Regions from separate parts of the Astyanax mexicanus genome. Here region 2 is linked to region 1. The links are chromatin contacts, called in public Hi-C maps. All regions are on one chromosome and are shown on one strand. The core of a region is the stretch at or near the end of the contact, and the rest is flanking DNA. Distances in the headings are between cores, read along the strand shown. Region 1 overlaps wnk4b (WNK lysine deficient protein kinase 4b). Region 2 overlaps arhgap27l (Rho GTPase activating protein 27, like).

What was found. A called contact is a pair of places that touch in the nucleus more often than the background predicts.
Region 2: a contact with region 1 is called in a Hi-C map of blood, with 4 times the contacts expected there. The contact joins two enhancer-like sites.

The regions. Positions count from the first base shown.
Region 1 is chr3:7,683,548-7,686,835 of AstMex3_surface, reverse strand. It overlaps wnk4b (WNK lysine deficient protein kinase 4b), which reads left to right. Exons shown (of 22, transcript XM_022667983.2): 17 at 1,275-2,197. Among protein-coding and RNA genes, the nearest start is that of tanc2a, 47 kb to the right of the region's middle. Within about 2 kb of position 1,640, the one cell type or tissue checked has an H3K27ac peak away from gene starts, as active enhancers do.
Region 2 is chr3:7,837,465-7,840,405 of AstMex3_surface, reverse strand. arhgap27l (Rho GTPase activating protein 27, like) reads left to right here. Exons shown (of 19, transcript XM_049476087.1): 14 at 1,301-1,423. Among protein-coding and RNA genes, the nearest start is that of wnk4b, 27 kb to the right of the region's middle. Within about 2 kb of position 1,370, the one cell type or tissue checked has an H3K27ac peak away from gene starts, as active enhancers do.

The DNA.
Region 1 (3,288 bases), core at 391-2,890:
TGTGCTCTGTCTGTGAAAAGTCTATTTGTGGCCTACAGTGTTCAGAATGAAGAACAGGCACACATACAGCAGATCCAGTGTCATGCACCGGATATGTCTCCACCTCCCTCAGGCGCAAGGCCACTTCAGGATGTGTGACAGGGCTCTCAGCAGAAGCACATGCTGAGACTTCCTGCTCTTCAACTGTTTCCTGCTGGTTGAATCACCATGAACAGGCCTGGCTGTGGTTTAATAACGTTGGAAAGCATTCTTATGCCTTTTTATGTCTTTACTAAAAATACTGTTATATTAAAAACCATACGTATATACAGAGATATAATAAGACTTTGACTAGGCCACTACAAAACCTTTTGGACCATTTAGTTTTCTTAAAGCCATTCAGAGGTGGACTTGTTTGTGTGCTTTGGATCATTGTCCTGCTGCAGAACCCAAGAACACCTGAGCTTGAGGTCACAAAGTGATGGCTCTATATTCTGCTTCAGGATTTTCTGGTAAACAGCAGAATTCCTGGTTCCATCTGTTACAGCAAATTGTCCAGGCCCTGAAGCAGCAAAGTAGCCCCAGACCATCAGACTACCACCACCATGTTTTACATTCAGTATGATGTTCTTTTTCTGAATATATGTGTTAATTTTATGCCAAATGTAACGATACACACACCTTCCAAAAAGTTCCACTTTTGTCAGGTCAGTCCAAAGAATATTTACCCAAAGTCCTGGGGATCATCAAGATGTTTTTTGGTCAGCAGTGTTTTTTATCTTGTAATTTTCCCATGGAGACCATTTTCACCCAGTCTCTTTCTTATTATTGAATCATTAACACTGACCTTAACTGAGGCAAGTAAGACCTGCAGTTCATTAAATGTTGTTCTGATTTCTTTTGTGATCTCCTGGGTGAGTTGTCCATGCCCTTTTGGAATAATTTTGATTGGCCAGCCACTCCTGGGAAGGTTCTCCAGTGTTCCATGTTTTCTCCATTTGTGATTAATAGCTCTCACTGTGGTTCACTGGAGTCCTAGTGCTTTAGAAATGACTTTGTAACCTTTACCACACTGAGATATGTCAATAACTTCTACAGGTCTGGTTCTAAGTAATTAAGCCTGGTTGAAATTTAACTTAGCATTGATCTCAGAATGTTATTGTTAAATTAGAGGCAAAATAGAGGTTTGTCCATAAATGTTCACAAAATCAGGATGAAACCTGAATCCAAAGAGATGTAAACTATACTTTTACTACCAGGAAAACTGATTCCAGTGTCTCTGATCTGTCTTACAGGCTCCACTCACCCTTACCACCCTGCTGCCTCTCAGTACCCACAGTACTCCAACCCAGATGCCCTCCCTCTCTTGATTCCTAACCAGATGCCTACCATGCCCCAACAATTCCCCAAACAACACTACATGCCTAACTCCCCCTACCCATACATGGTCAATCCAGTGCCCCTCAAAGGCTCCATCAACCCGTCTCCACTCACTCGAAACCCCAGCAACCCCAACCTCGCAGCTCCAAACTTACCAACCCCCTATCCTGGACCTACTCCTGGACCAGTCCAGCAAGTAGGTGATCCGGCTGAGAGTGCCGCTGCTTACGGCATGCCTCCAAATGCTCCAGCTCCAGGGATGTGGCCGCCTCAGCAACCACTTTTCTCGCTGGCTAACGTGTTGTCACTGGCTATGAGTGTGGCACAGTCCTTCATGCCCCCTACGTCCATGCCCAGCAACATGCCCCAAGCTTACCTACCCCCCATGGCACCCCAGCAAAGCTATGCACAAATGTTTGGAGCCCAGCTTCAAGCAATGGGGCAAAATGAAGGACCATACAACCAGGCAGCTTCGATAGCAGGGCAGTTTGTGGATACAAACCAGCATCCAGACCCCCACGTGCAAGCCCGCAGGCCAGATCCACACGAGGACAACTCTGCATCCGCTCGAAATATGAGTTCATCTGAGGGAATCCAAGCAAACATGCCCTCTGTTGCACCAGCGATCACAGATCTGCCCACAGAGGTCCGGCAGCCTGTGCAGAGTAGCTCAAACCCAGCTGCAGGATCCCGGACGAGCCCCCAGCTGGAGATCCATGCAAGACCACGAGAGAAGCTTCAGGAGAAAATTATCGAAAGCTCTTCATCCTTCAGCTCCACCAGCAGCTCCAACAGCAGTTCCCCTTCATCCTCCACTTCAGCCAGCCCACAGAATACAGTGAGTACGGTAGAGGACACTCACACACTCAACCAATCAACAGCCCACAATGAGTCCTAGAGTATAATCCTTCCCTTACATGCTTTGAATCAACCACTTATGAAAACGACTGATGCAGTTAAAGTTCTCACTTCTCTCTTTTTTGAACGTGATTATTCATTTGATCTCATACCTGAGGCAGACTACTGTTTATTTCCACATATTTCACAATCGTTCCATGCTTAAATAATAAATTAAATTAATTAAAAAGTATTTTCGCACTATAAGGCACATTGGAGTATAAAACGGCATTATGCAACACTAGTAAGGAACAGAAAGGGGTGTCGGCATTGTTTCCGGCAAGAAGAAAGAAGGTACTCTAATTCTTAAAAAAACGAGCAATGGATGTTAGTCTACACAGATTTGTCTATTGAAAACTGTTTATTTAAGTGAGTGAAGCGCTTCCAGATTTCCACTAAGGCTGGGTGCAGCAGCATTAGCCACAGCAGCTAACCGCTAGCACTAGTAAATGTCACTCAACGTCACTACACTGAGGAATCCTGTTTGTTCCAGTAAGCCAGGGGGATATTAGCTAGCGTATCTTGTTTTAACACGGTAAATTTGCAGGCTACAGTTATACAGATATACTCGCCTGTAAATGGTGAAAGAGCTACCGCTTAGCGCAGTTTGTGGCTAATACTAATACTAGCTGGGGTTAGCAGATGGCTACAGGTCGATAATAGTCACCCCTAAACTTCTAAGTGTGCCTTATAGTGCAAAATAAATATGGTCCAAATAGCCAAATAATAGTTAATAATGGTTATTCTGACCAACCACTTCCATCTACCGAAGTCTGACTACAACAGCCTGACTAAAGGGAGGGAGCCAGAAGGTAGCATAGATATTGCAGCACATAGACTACACATGGGACATGCTTGTGCACCAGTAACTACATCATTGTATTGGTGACCACTAAACTTTATCGGCGTAGTTTTGAGTATAGCGAGACGCATCCCATGTCAGTGATGATGACAGGACGTAGTAAAGTTCTTAAGTGCTCTTAGTCCCTAAACTGCAGTTTAAAACCAAAACTAACTGGACCAAATGAGTAC
Region 2 (2,941 bases), core at 121-2,620, 150 kb before region 1:
TGCCAGTAGACAAATATTTTTAACTCTTTCTATGCCAGGTAAAATTCCTTATGGTAACAGGGTTGCGCGCATGTTGTGGGACACAAATTAATAATAGCATAAAAACTGTAACATGTAATACAATGTAGACCAAAGAAGTTGTTTTTGTAAGTAAAGGAGATGCATATCAACAATATACAAGAGGAAGTCATTTTTTTAGAGCTTATTTTAACTGTTAAATTTGCCAAAGGAGTTGGTCCCCCAATGTGTGGGACAAGAGAAAACGGCCATTTTTTGAGGTGGTCCAAAGGTATTCGGTCTTTTGAATAATATCTAAGGAGCTTATTTTTCCACCAAATTTTACAGTTTGTCTTATAACAAGTACATTTTTCACAAAAAATAGTCATTTAGATATTTTGGATATGTACATTTGAAATTTAAGTGGTGGGACAGGAAATGTACCAAAATCCTAGAATGTCCCTTTCATTTATTGACAGAGAAGCTATTTTAAGTTAACAAATCAGATCAGTAAATTAAGTTATTTAGCCCTACACAATAAATCTCTTAGGATTTGAGACACATTTTATTATTGAAGATTCTGTGTCAACATTGCTTAAAGAATGTTTTTTTTATCTTATTAAATTTAGGCCTATTATCAATTTATGAGATTATTATTGTTTGTTCATTTCTGCACTGATGTTTTAAAGATTGTGTGGTCATGAACATTTGCCTTAAAGACATGGAATAGTCATGAAAAAGTCATTAAATACACTGGAAATTAATTGTTTAAAAGTGTATGAACCCTGAAATTAGGGGTTCATTTGCCCCACTCTATCAAACACACCACAGTGGAGAAAAAAGGCAGAAATAACTAATTTCTGCTCTTTATAAAAATAAAGCTGAACCTTCTATAGAAATAAAATCAGCAGCCTGGGATTACTCGGGATGACCCCTTAAATGATCATGTGGTTTAGCCATCCTGTCAGCAATTATCAGCCAATAGAAAGGTGACATCTAGTGGCAGATGTGTGATTTCTGACCAGAGTCCAGCACTTTTCTGTTATTACCCTGCTCTTAACAAACGTTTATGACCAATATTGTTTAGCTTTTTAGTATTGGTTTTAAAGGATTTAAAAAATTGTATTAATCACAGCAATACACTGTTCTAAACCTTACAGCAGCAAATCTTTAACCTCAGCTCTCAGTTGAGCTTTGCATTGCTGGTGGGTTTTAAAATGAATCTGAGCTAATGGCAGTACATGTTTTATTAAATATGGATTAAATCTTGTTCTAAATGTGTATTGTTTGTTATTTGACTCAGCGGTGAGGCAGAGCTCCACATCCGCTGCAGACACAGATCAGGGTCGCGTCCGCACCAAACTGCGCAAGTTCCTGCAGAGACGACCTACACTTCAGGCTGTCAAAGACAAGGGCTACATCAAAGGTGAGCTGCAGTCTGAAATCACAGAGCTTTAAAATGAGTTGTTTATAACTGAAGCATTTGCAAAAGTAGCTAATATTTTTCATTTTGAGATTATTGTAGTAATATTATGAGGATAATCCACTTAATTCTAACTTAGTTTCACTTGTTTTAAATAATTATTTGTTTGATTTGATTCGAAGTGTCTTTTTTTTGGCAGGTCATTTTGTTATTTAATTTATTAAATGTATTAATTTTGTTATTTAATTTATTCAGGAACTCTGGTACATTCATCTTTTTGAAAACCGTTTCATTTGCTTCCAATTAGAGCTGGGCCAAAAAAAAAATCAGATTTTCAATTTAAATTTAATTTTTTTTTCCCCCTACTAAAAATCAAATTAAAGATGATAAGGAAATGGTTGTTAAAAACTAGTTTTTTATTTATTTAGTTTTCACTTAAATGTCCCCTTTGTGGTTAAAGTGCAACCTGAAACAAGCAAAACAAAATATTGTAAACAGTGAGAACATCTACTAACTTTATAAAGCTTTCTCCAGCATAGTTTAGGTACTGACACAATGCACAAGTACAATTTAATATGATGTTAAGCACAGACTTTCCCCATTGGGCTTGAATTGCAAAACAAAGCTTTAAAATTAGTACCAGTGTTCTATAAAATGAGATGATCTTCTCTCATGAATATGCAAAATATCATAAACTGTAGTGCATGCAGAACCTGGTACACGGTTGGAAGATGTGTCAGTTGCTTTTTTTTTTTACTTTGGATGGTGTTCTGCTGCTGTGTTCATTCCGCTGGGAGAAGCACTTTTCTTTTCCCAAAGACACAAATAAAAAACATCGTAAACTGTAAATTCGAATTAATCGATAAAATCGATTCATCGCCCAGCTCTACTTCCAATATATAACCAATTACCCAGCCCCCCACGACATCCCTAGTAATGCCCCCAACATTAAAGGCCTTGCTTGCTTCAAGTTTTTCTGAACGTTCACTACGAAAAGCTACAGCATTTTTAATAATAATACCTAAATCGTTACAGAATTGGAACAAATTCATTTTTTTTTATCCCCATGGGCCAGTTGTCTTATCGGATTTTGGTTATCAGATTAGATCAAATTTGGAAAACGGGTTGTTCAAAAGGGAAAGAAGCATTCTGAAATCGGATCAGATCACGTAATCCAATCCTAGTTTGTAAATGGATAAAACCTTCAGTTTCTGTTGTTCAAAACTTTCCAGTAGGATTTGAATAACTTTGATCCAAAAAAGCAGGATTAACCTGATCCCAACAAGGGGCAGGATTTCAAGGTGGATTTCAGGAAGAAAATGTAGTAAAACTTTAAAATTAAAGTTTTAAAGTTAAAAAAATACATTTGTACCATTAATTATTCTGGATCTTCGCCCTATTATTGAGCAACCAGAATCCTCACCGATAGAGCCAGCAGTCACAGAAGCTCAGAAAAGAAGCTTAAAGCATCCTTTGCGAAATAGTAATGGTGATTACTATAAAACACTTCTTAAACGAGAA